Linked DNA regions of Danio rerio: region 2 is linked to region 1. A link is a contact called in public HiCAR-type data. All regions are on one chromosome and are shown on one strand. Each heading gives the region's core, a stretch centred on a gene start, on an enhancer-like site or on the middle of the called end of the contact. The rest is flanking DNA. Distances are from core to core; before and after follow the strand shown.

What was found. HiCAR-type assays count read pairs that join an accessible place to other places.
Region 2: a contact with region 1 is called in a HiCAR-type map of caudal fin, with 10 times the contacts expected there. The contact joins the promoter of dsela here to the promoter of si:dkey-181m9.8 in region 1. A contact is called at or near these places in 2 of 18 Hi-C or Micro-C datasets (caudal fin and embryo) and 2 of 4 datasets of contacts at active chromatin or transcription factors (caudal fin and embryo).

The regions. Positions count from the first base shown.
Region 1 is chr2:30,056,463-30,061,836 of GRCz12tu, forward strand. si:dkey-181m9.8 reads right to left here and starts at 3,494. Exons shown (of 21, transcript XM_690941.11): 1 at 3,308-3,494; 2 at 2,786-2,876; 3 at 439-504; 4 at 181-347. The coding sequence starts at 3,352.
Region 2 is chr2:30,653,301-30,658,663 of GRCz12tu, forward strand. It overlaps dsela (dermatan sulfate epimerase like a), which reads right to left and starts at 2,873. Exons shown (of 1, transcript XM_691410.8): 1 at 1-2,873. The coding sequence starts at 2,118. tmx3a (thioredoxin related transmembrane protein 3a) reads right to left here. Exons shown (of 16, transcript NM_001020557.1): 16 at 5,086-5,363. The coding sequence ends at 5,234.

The DNA of each region.
Region 1 (5,374 bases), core at 2,244-4,743:
TGGTCTATTAAAAAAAATAATATCACTTTATTTTCCAACACGCAGTTACATGTATAGTATCCTGCACCCGCTGGTAAAAAGAAAATGTAAAAAATCTGGTGCCCGAATCATTTTTGGTTTGACTGTACTAATGATTAACTTCAAGTAAGTAAACATTTAATAACTGACCGACTGACTTACAATCTTCCAGTTGCTGAGACAGTGGAGAAGAACTCGACCATTGGCATCCACATTGCTGCTTTTAGTGTTGATCACCATGGAGGGTGAAGGGCAGACAAAACACCTAGGTGGGTTTTTCGGATGGGTCTCGTGGATCCAGATGCATACTGGAATATTGTACTTGCCACCTTTGTAAAAATGTGAGACATATTTTAACTGTTTCAGCCAAAAGAGGAATTGAAAAAAATAAGTTATATTAAAGCTACTCAAACCAGCTACCTTCATATGCGACAGGAACTGTGCCACCCAAATAAACCAACTTCTTCTTATCGTTGTTGGGATAGACTGTAGAAAGAAAAGAGACTTGATTTTAGGAAATACATATGCAAGAAAATGTTTAATTAATGAAAAAACAAATATATAAAATGAACAAGAATGAATTTAAACAATTCGTTTAAAATAGCAAATTAATTTGAAAATTAAGCAAGTGACTTAATGAACAAATTATGAATTAAAAAAAAATCTACAATTTTACTCATACAATATTATTTTATATTTGTTGAACTGTTAAACCAATATCACATTTGTAATGTGTATAGAGCAAACGGAACTGTTGTTTGTGTGGTTTTACTTGGTTTTAAATAGGTATGTATCCTATTTATAAAAACTCCTATTGTATCATCAACACAAGAAATACAACAGCAAGAGCAATACAAAGGAAAAAGTAACTAACAACTATGAAATGAGGTGGATGCAATTTAATAATGAAAGTAGTTACATTGGAATATGTTGTGGGTTTCTCTGAGTAAACTTTAATGTAAAATAACATTTAAAAGAGGAAGTTTTTGGACATCAACATATTGTTTACATACAGTGTGCAAGGATGTTTTAGTCATGTTTTAGTCAGTTTAAATGGTTTTGTGTGTATGCAGATATCTTTTGAGATGACTCCTTGCTTACAGTATTTATTTTTTATTTTTTTAGAAAAAGGCAAAAAAAAAAAAAAGATTGGATAGAAAAAACTTTGGCTTGGTGTAGATGCAGCCTCTGTCTCATGGAAAGAGGGCTTTGCAAACCTGACAGAACCTGGCAGCTTTTAGATCCAGAATTGTGATTGGATGACAGTGTGAAGGATAAATATTTTACCATGATAATTAATTTTCAAAATCAATTGCAGATTAACCGAGGTATTGTGCTAAAACATACAGACCAAACATCATATACTTGAAATCAGAATTATTAAAACTCCTTTGAATTTTTTTTTTCTTTTTTAAATATTTCCTAAATTATGTTTAACAGAGTGTTACAGTATGTCTGATAATATTTTCTTCTGGGGAAAGTCTTATTTGTTTTATTTCGGCTAGATTAAAAGCAGTTATTAATTTTTTAAACACCATTTTAAGAACAAAATTATTAGCCCCTTTAAGATATATATTTTTAAGTCTACAGAACAAACTATCATTATACACTAACTTGCCTAATTACCCTATCCTGCCTAGTTAACCTAATTAACCCACTTAAGCCTTTAAATGTCACTTTAAGTGGGGGGCGAAAATTCAGGTGGGCTAATAATTAAAATTTTAACTGCACACACACACACACACACACACACACACACACACACACACACACACACACACACACACACACACACACATATATATATATATAGTGCCCATTTTTGTAATGTAATTTCCTTTGAAGTGTGAAGATCTTCCCTTATTTTGTGTTTTCAAGACACAGTAAAAACTAGTTGGACGAGTTGGTGACAACAAAATGAATTAGGTTAGTCTGTTATGCAGATATTGTACTTCCTCTGTAAATAACAATTATACTCATGCAGCTCCTGAGTGAGAGAAACTAAGTCTATTTTCTACACTTTGATCTTCTACAGTTTAATCTTTAGGAAAAGGCAGCTTCACCTTGTCTGTTGTTATTGTTCATTTAGAAACTTGATCCAATTGATGTGAACCTTTTCAAAGGTTGCTATGAAAATCAGTGATATTGTATGAGCATTTCTCCTTTACTATCATTAAAAACATCACATTTACAGTTGACCTTGTATGTGTGAAATTATGGGCACTGAGGTCTCATTTTTTTGTAACAGTGACTTTTTATTTACAGCTGAAATTTGGTTCTGATAATTCTTTAAAATGTAAGTCTGTGGCTAATGGCCCTTTGAGAGTCAACAACAAGCACCACAAAAAAAATCTGATAGAGCAAATTGCTGTGGCTTCTGGTGATACTGACATTATGGTCTTATAAAGAAAAAAATGACTGGTCTGAGTAAGAAAATGAACATTATATTCAACATTAAATATTGATGCTCCATAAGGCAAAATTAAACTCAACTGGGAATCAAGAAAACTCTGCACATTTTATGATTCTCTCTTATCTGATGCACACATAAAGTTCAGTTCACACACACACACACACACACACACACACACACACACACACACACACACACACACACACACACACACACACACACACACACACACACTAAAGTGCAGAGAGGCGGCTCCCCAGCCAGGACTGAAGTTGAGAGCTGCTTCTCAAGATCAATACATGTTCATTGGGCTCTGCTGCTATACCACTAATGTGCTTTCAGAAAAGAACTTACGATAATAGTCCACGTATAACTGGAGATGTGGGAAATCTGCAGACAAATTTCTGATGTCTTCAAGCACTTCATCTGGGTAGCAGTAACTACACTATTACGAGAAAATGAAGACAGTGATGAGTAAACAAGATGATCCTGAGGCAAATCAACTTCAAAATGACATAGTTCCCATATAACATGAGACCAAATTAAGTTAATGTTACCATATTAACATGACCATGCCTACCAACACCATAAAGACAATCATAGGATATACAACAATACTCTGGTAGTCTGCAATTTAATCACCACTACCAAAAATAAAGTAAACAAACTGACAGCAGGTTCTGAAACCAGACCCCCATATTTTCTCACAAGGGTGTTTATCGTGATATTTATTACCGGACAGCTATCTTTTCTCGTACTGAAATATCTAGTTGAAAATGCCATCCGGCAAAGTTTTCATCTTAATACTACACTACCGGTAATTAGCTTGTTAGCCCAAGAACCAAGCTGCCTCGCTAGTGTTGACAGTAAACCTACCTCGAGAAGTGTTTGATAGTTCAGTTCTGCTGAAACGCGCGACATCCTCTAACAGCACGAGCACTGCTCATGCATTCATCGTCAAGTAATTTTACAATATGAACGGGAAATCATATCTGTTGCGTCTTCCATCACTTAAGTTTACATGCCATTCAGTCAGTTTTGGTTTCTTCAGATCATGAACGTCGCTACGTCTCGTTACTGAAAGTTCAAATCTGGTCTCAGCAGTCCGCCATATTGAGTGTGGCAGGAAAGAGCTTTTCTTTAGTGTTTTTGCTGTGTTTGGTGCGTTTTTGAAATGTTTGTGGGTTTGCTGAATTGAATTTGGGTTCCGGCCAATGACATGGAAAACGAGCTTAAATGTAAGTACACTTAAATACATATTCCTGATTACATAGCCTAATATGGTAGTAAACAACGTTCTTTGCTGCAGTACCACTGGATGTCAGTATAAGACATCAAATCTCCCCTTCACTGCACTGGCGCTGCATCCATGTCCTTCACCCAGAAGTACAGTACCAACAAATGAAAAGCACTGAGGAATTTACAGTCTATGGTTTATCTGTTATGTGGGTTAACTGTTGGTTTTACTATTATTTAGCCATTTTTTTCTCTTCAGCGTACAAAACTTTAGAAATTGCTTTATTTTATTCATCAAAATGAAATAATTTATTTTATCACTTTTAGTAAGCATTGTGAAAGAAGTATTTTATTTACATCGCTGAAAAACAATCATTATGTCATTTTATTCATATTTGACATTGATAAAAAAAAATTGTAGCTATGTGTGTGTTTGTGTGTGTGTAACCTGAAGATTCTCAGTTTCGTGATTTACTAGATAGGCTATGTGTTTGTGTAAAATGTTAAAATTTGTTGTATACAACGTTCTTGTAACATAAAAAAGATACTATTAGCTTTTAAAACAAATGGAGTATTTCCCAGAGATGGGTTGCACCTGGAAGGGCATCTGCTGCATAAAACGTTTGTTGTTTTAGATATTAATTAGGCACAACTTATACATTCTATAGTAAGTACATGTGTAACAAGAACAATGTCCTTGCTGTAACAGCAAAATGTCCTTGTTACCAGGCATGCTTTATCTCAAAGATTAATGGTCATGCTTCTTAAAACCATGTAATTGCGTTTCCGAACTCGCCTTCCTTCATAAAAATCTATTACTCAGATATTCTGAGAAAGAAATCATCTGATTCAATGGCCATCTCATGGTTTCACAGTGACAGACAGCATCCAGAATTTAAGCTCCATGTAGTTGGCCAAAACAATCTCAGCTATCCTACCGAGATAACACAGACTAATTTCCAGAGTTATTTCCCATCCTCCAATTTCTTTTTTTTTTCTCTTTTTTTGTGAACCCATGAGGTGACCAAGAACACCGTGCAGAGTGGGTGGACAGACAGGCCACAGAAAGGACTGTGATTTATGATGGAGAGGTAAGATTAGAGACACAGTGAAACGAATGTAGTTGTCACTCAATTGTGATGGCATGACCTGGGTTTCTACTGATGACAATGTCTACCTGCCATGTGTGATTATGCTATAGTGTGAAGGTGACCCCCATGAGTATGAGCAAGTCCTCAAGCTGAAAGTGGGCCATTGAATTGTGGAAATAGGCTTTCTGATTAGTGTTATTTTTTGATTTCTAGTATTTTTTTCCTGTTCTTTCAACCAGATGTTTTTAATATATATGTCATTTCATACCACATGTTTATTGTATCATATAATCTAACTTTTTTTTATCAATCATGGCATTGCGTCAGCGGTCATATATTTTCTAATATTTGCTTTGTTCTAAAAACTGCATGTGTCCATAAAGCATATGTTCATACAACTGCACTATATATGCAGTACACTGTTTATGAATATCATTATAAATTGCAATAGTATGATAAAAATAGCATGACATGCATAAAGTACAGGGTGGGCTATAGAACTTGTAGTATGGGTCATGATGACAACAAATTAAATAGATGATAGCGAAATTTCATATTTCCCAGGTGAACAAAAGGTGGTGTTTGAAATTTTGACTTTACTAGGCAATGGAATGAC
Region 2 (5,363 bases), core at 1,623-4,122, 600 kb after region 1:
GTTTGTCACAACTGACACAACAGTCTCTGTGTCATTAAGAGTCACTGATATTTTTACTCCGTTTTTACTGTTGTCAATGAATCTGCAGTCTGAGACCTTGACATAAGGGCCATGCATCAAGTAAGCCACCCTTGTGATGGGATTCTCCATGCGAAAGGTCACGTTTATGAACTGTGTCCATCTCTTTTTGAATTCGGCAGCTTGTTCAGCTTCTTGTATCCTGGCAACAGGACTGGATCCTTGCACGTCCAGCCAAAACATTTTGTAATGTGCGTCCCACACATCCATCAAAGCCCCATTGTATTTCCCAAATGATCTGTGAGGAACGTACCTGAAATCAATGTCTAGGTTGTGAAAAAAGGCACTAAAAGAACTGAGAGGAGAGTGCTCGTGTTTTTCGATGTGATCCAGTACAAGCAACGTTTGAGAGTTGAGAAGTACAAGTGACCTATACACACTCTTTAGCTTCATGGCAGATGAATAGGCTGACACAGACTCTCCACTCACAAATAACATGTCCTGATGTGACACAGCAGAGATGACCTCCCCGGCTGTATTGCCGACTTCCTTTTCTCCCCATCGTAGCCACTTTGAACATTCCCCCAACTGTCCTTCCCATGGCTCATTACACTGACTGGTGGGTGAGGGGGCAAATACCAGCACATTATTAAGATAGCTGTACTTAGGTCCATACAAGGCCTCAGAGACAAACACCTGTCCATTTGGTGCAAAAGTGAAGGAGTTTTGATCAGGGTGCTCGTGCCCTGGGTTGAAGTTCATCCAGCCATCTACCCAAGAGTAAGGTTGAGCGTGGACTATATCGTAGACTGCTCGTCCTCCTAATTTTCCAGATTTAAATGAGACAAAGGTATTACCCTGAGCTCGAGTTAACCCTGCTCCATATGTCACCACACCCCAGTTGGAGAAAATATGCATGGCTGCTTTGTTAAAGTCAGACGGAGGCTGCGGAGTTAACTCAGAATTATACCATATGTACTCTGTATGTAAAGTAGCCCAGCGTTGAGCTGCTGATTGCATCATGGGGCCGTCTTTAGGACGATGCTTCCTAATTTGCTCTGCCAGCCAGTTTCCTGAGCCATTCCGGAGCACGTATGCATCCAGAAACACAAGCTGGCTCTCTGGCCCATAGAACCAGTTGTAATTAGAGTCTGCGATGCCAACAGTTCTTTGAAATCCAGGAAGCAGAGTGGCGAAGTAAAACATAAAATGAGCTCTAAGCCAGTTGTTCTGCATGTTGTCTATCTGAAAATGACGCAACGCTAAGTAAACATACTGAGTGATGGATTTTGCCGTGTAGCTACCATACGCAACACCTTCATCAAGAGAGCCATCAACGATGTGACTGAGGAGAAACATGGTCTTTTCCATGTAGTTTACTGATATTTGTTTCCATATCATTGTCTCGGGATCATTATGTTCCCCTGCCACAAGAGCACCAATTAGGATGGCTAGTATGTTAGTTGTCTGGTGGTTCTGCAGAAACTGCTTTCCCCATCCCCTGTGCTTGGAGAGCTCGAAAAGCTCCTCGGTAACAGAACGTATTTTTTTGAGATATCGCAATCTTCTCCGGGTATCAAGAAAGGGGTAAATGAAATCATATGCTGTGGCAAAACCAGTGAGAGAGTGGGCGATCGGAACCTCATCATTTGGAGCACTGGACACCATCCAATCTGGATATTCCACCATTCTGTCCATGTACTCAATCAAAAACTGAGAGGCGGCAGCATCCTCAGGTTGAAGCAGGCAATATAGTGCAAGAGGAGGCAAATTGTTGCCATAAATCTCATTCCATTTCTTGCCGAAATCCTCATGGTTCAATGGAGGCTGGTAAACAGCTGCATTAGATAACATAATAGAAACAGCATTTCGAATCACTTGGAATATGCGTCTATGTGTAGTGCTGGCCCTCTTTTTCATTAAACGCACCTCAGTATGATCAAAGTATAGCTTGGGGTGAAGGTGTTCTGACAATGTGGCATTGTCTCTTTGGTGCTCATTCAGAGACACATATCTGTCTGAGGCAGATGAAATTCCACAGAAAGCAAGTCCCACTGCCAAGACACAAAGCAGAAACGCAGACCTCTGCATGTTCTCCATGATCCAAGAAACAGATGTGGTGCTTTTTCTCTTCGAAAGCTCCTCCTCTGAAGCGCCCAGAAATGTTTTTTATTAGTCCAATTTGAACTCACATGTCGGGCTGCAGATATTTTTCCTTTTCATGCACAAAAAGTGTCAATATAGAAGAATAGGCAGTGAATAGGAACTATTCACAATTCTGTGAGAAAACATGCTTTACATTCCCATATATGGACATCCGTGAAAACTTGATGTACCCACGCAAAACTTCCTCATTTGTTTGAACGCTGTTGTATTTGTTTGAATAGAAATGTCATCAACCTCGCGGATATTTAAAGCATTATTTGAGCTAAGTGACAACGGAAATGTCATAAATGCAGATGTGTTAAATAAACTTCCGTTGTTAGTATCCTGTTTCCCGCGAGTCCTGTGGAGTTTTCCAGAGAAAGTTGCTGCGTTCGTCAGTAACTCTTCACAACACCATGTCACGGTTAGCGCCTTTTACTCAACTTGTGACACGAAAAGCGAGATAATCCATTAATCCACTTTGAGGTGAGGGAAACCGCTTGCTGGGACGATCCTATGTAGTGATGTTTCCTCTTTAAGCATACGACCAAAGACCATAAGCAGAGTTCAGAATGCTTACCGGCCATTTCAATGTCTCTTTGTAGGTTTAATGATAAGGTTTTATCCATCATGTTCATCGTCCGCCACAGAACTGGCTCATCTTCATCAAGACAAATCGTTTTCCTATCTTCCTAGTAATCTAATAGCTTAACTATTGCTTCTGCATTGGTAATTTTTAATGTGGTCAACAGATGGCGTCGTAATATCACATTGAGTGGCTCTATTAGGCAGTATTTTCGCTATTCTTATCACTTGGCTTATAAATAATTAATCAAATGGAATTACTATCTACTATAAAGTAGTTTAATAGGTATGATTTATTGTATTAGAGTCATGTTGACTCTGAAGAAGAGAGTGTGTCCTCTTTCACTTTCAATTGTTTCAATTCAATTCAAAATTGCTTTATTGGCATGACTGTAATTGATACAATGTTGCCAAAGCTTAAAATAGAAGGACAAATATAAAACTACAATAACATATCAAAATAAAAGAATAGAAACAAAATATCATAATGATTTAAAAATTAAATAAACAATGTAAGGAATAAAAATGTGCACATTGTTATTGCAAAATGTAATGCAATGTAATTGCGTTGTGGTACATAGACACCACATTCACACACTCAGTTGAATCAGAATTATTAGACCCTTTTTATTTTTTTATTTATTTTTTTACATTTTCACAGTGTGTCTAATGCTTTATCTTCTGGAGAATTATTTGTTTTATTTCGGCTAGAATAAAATCAGTTTTTAATTAAAAAAAAATTTTAGGGCCAAAATTATTAGCCCCTTTAAGCTAAATTTTTAAAAATAGTCTACAGAATAAACCATCGTTATAGAATAACTTACCTAATTATTCTAACCTGCCTAGTTAACCTAATTAACTTTGTTGGGCATTTAAATGTCACTTTAAGCTGTGTAAAAGTATCTAGAAAAAGTATCTATCTGTGTAAAAGTATCTAGCGGCCAGTGCTGCTGTCTGTCCCTGTCTGTTTCATTTGTTTCTCTTCAGTCATTTTGAGAAAGGTTCTTAATGTAGTTTGTTGAAATATGTGTCTCAGATTGCTTTAAAGTGTTGGCAGTGAAGGAGAAAGTGCACCTCCGTCTCGATCTCACCTGTCCTTATGAACACACACTCTTTGTTCTGTGGGTCTCCAGCTCTTTCTGTGTCTGCCGGTGTCCTGACATTTTAGTCTACCCATCAGATTATGCTACCAACACTGTATTCGAATGGATTTGAGGTTGGAGTTAGGGATTAGGTAGGTTAGGGCGATATTATAGTTCATATCACACTACTCCACATTAAAATTACACTTGTAGCAAAATCTGATCGTTAGCAAGATGCATCATCAAAATTTGCTACCTACTTTTTAAATGGGAGGTACTGTAGGACAATCTGACGAGGACAACACCAGTCCCTATGGCCAGTCTGTGTTCACTGAGCTTGTATTTGGGCAGGATCTGCCTTTGCTTTTTGTTTGTGGATATTCTTTCTATTCATAATTTAATTTGATCATCAGATAGAGTTTCAATTTACTTCGTGTTTTAGTTTCTATGACCATATGTTCCAAATGTGTATTTTTAGATTGTTTGATAATGTGATTTATTTAGATGTTTGTGTGAGAAGCAGTGCTGGTCTGGTACTGGTCAGGGTTCAACCCTTGAAATGCAGCGATTCTGTGGGACTTGATTTTAGATGCATCCTGAATTAGAGAGATCTTTTTTTCTATATTAATAATCAATGAGAATCTGCCTAATTCTGCCCTACATGCAGTTTTGCGTGTTCATTCATTCATTTTATTTTCGGCTAAGTTAATTAATCAGGGGACACCACAGAGGAATGAACCGCCAACTTATCCAGCATGTTTCACGCAGCAGATGCCTTTCCAGCTGCAACCCAACACAAGAAAACACCTGTACACTATGGCCAGTTTATCTAATTCAATTTACCTGTACCGCATGTCTTTGGACTGTGCGGGAAACCGAACACAGAAATGCCAACTGACCCAGCCAGGGCTCGAACCAGCGAAACCTTCTTGTTGTGAGGCGATTGTGCTACCCACTGCGCCACCGTGGCACCCACCATCGGGTGTTCTTCTTTGTAATTTAGGATCATTCTGCAGAATTCGTGTGTGAAGGGCTTTTTATACTTTTTTTTCATACGTTTTTTGAGTATACACATTTGCACATGCTAAAGAGAAAAATGCACACAGATACACACACAGGGAGCTCTAATATAAATTACTTTTGTAAAATGTAACAAATTTAATGATGAACACATCCCATCAAACATATGGTAGGCGATATATTAATTTGATTTGCTTGTTTCATATGATGGATTTTATAAAAATACTGCTTCATCCAAGATATTTCAACTTTATTTGATAAACAAAACAATCACAATATCCTTAATGCAGACTAATAGACAAGTTCATAAAAAAATGAAAACCTTATTACATATTATGATACTGTAAAGATTAACACAATACAAAGTAAACAAACAGTCCATGTTAATCCTCTTTCTTTGCTTCGGAGGTCTTTTCTGTGCTCTCAGGCTGCGATTCTATTGCCTTCTTTCCATGTGTATCCAACGCAGGGCTGGCTGTAGCTTCTTCCTCAGGTTTCTCATCGTCCGCAGGT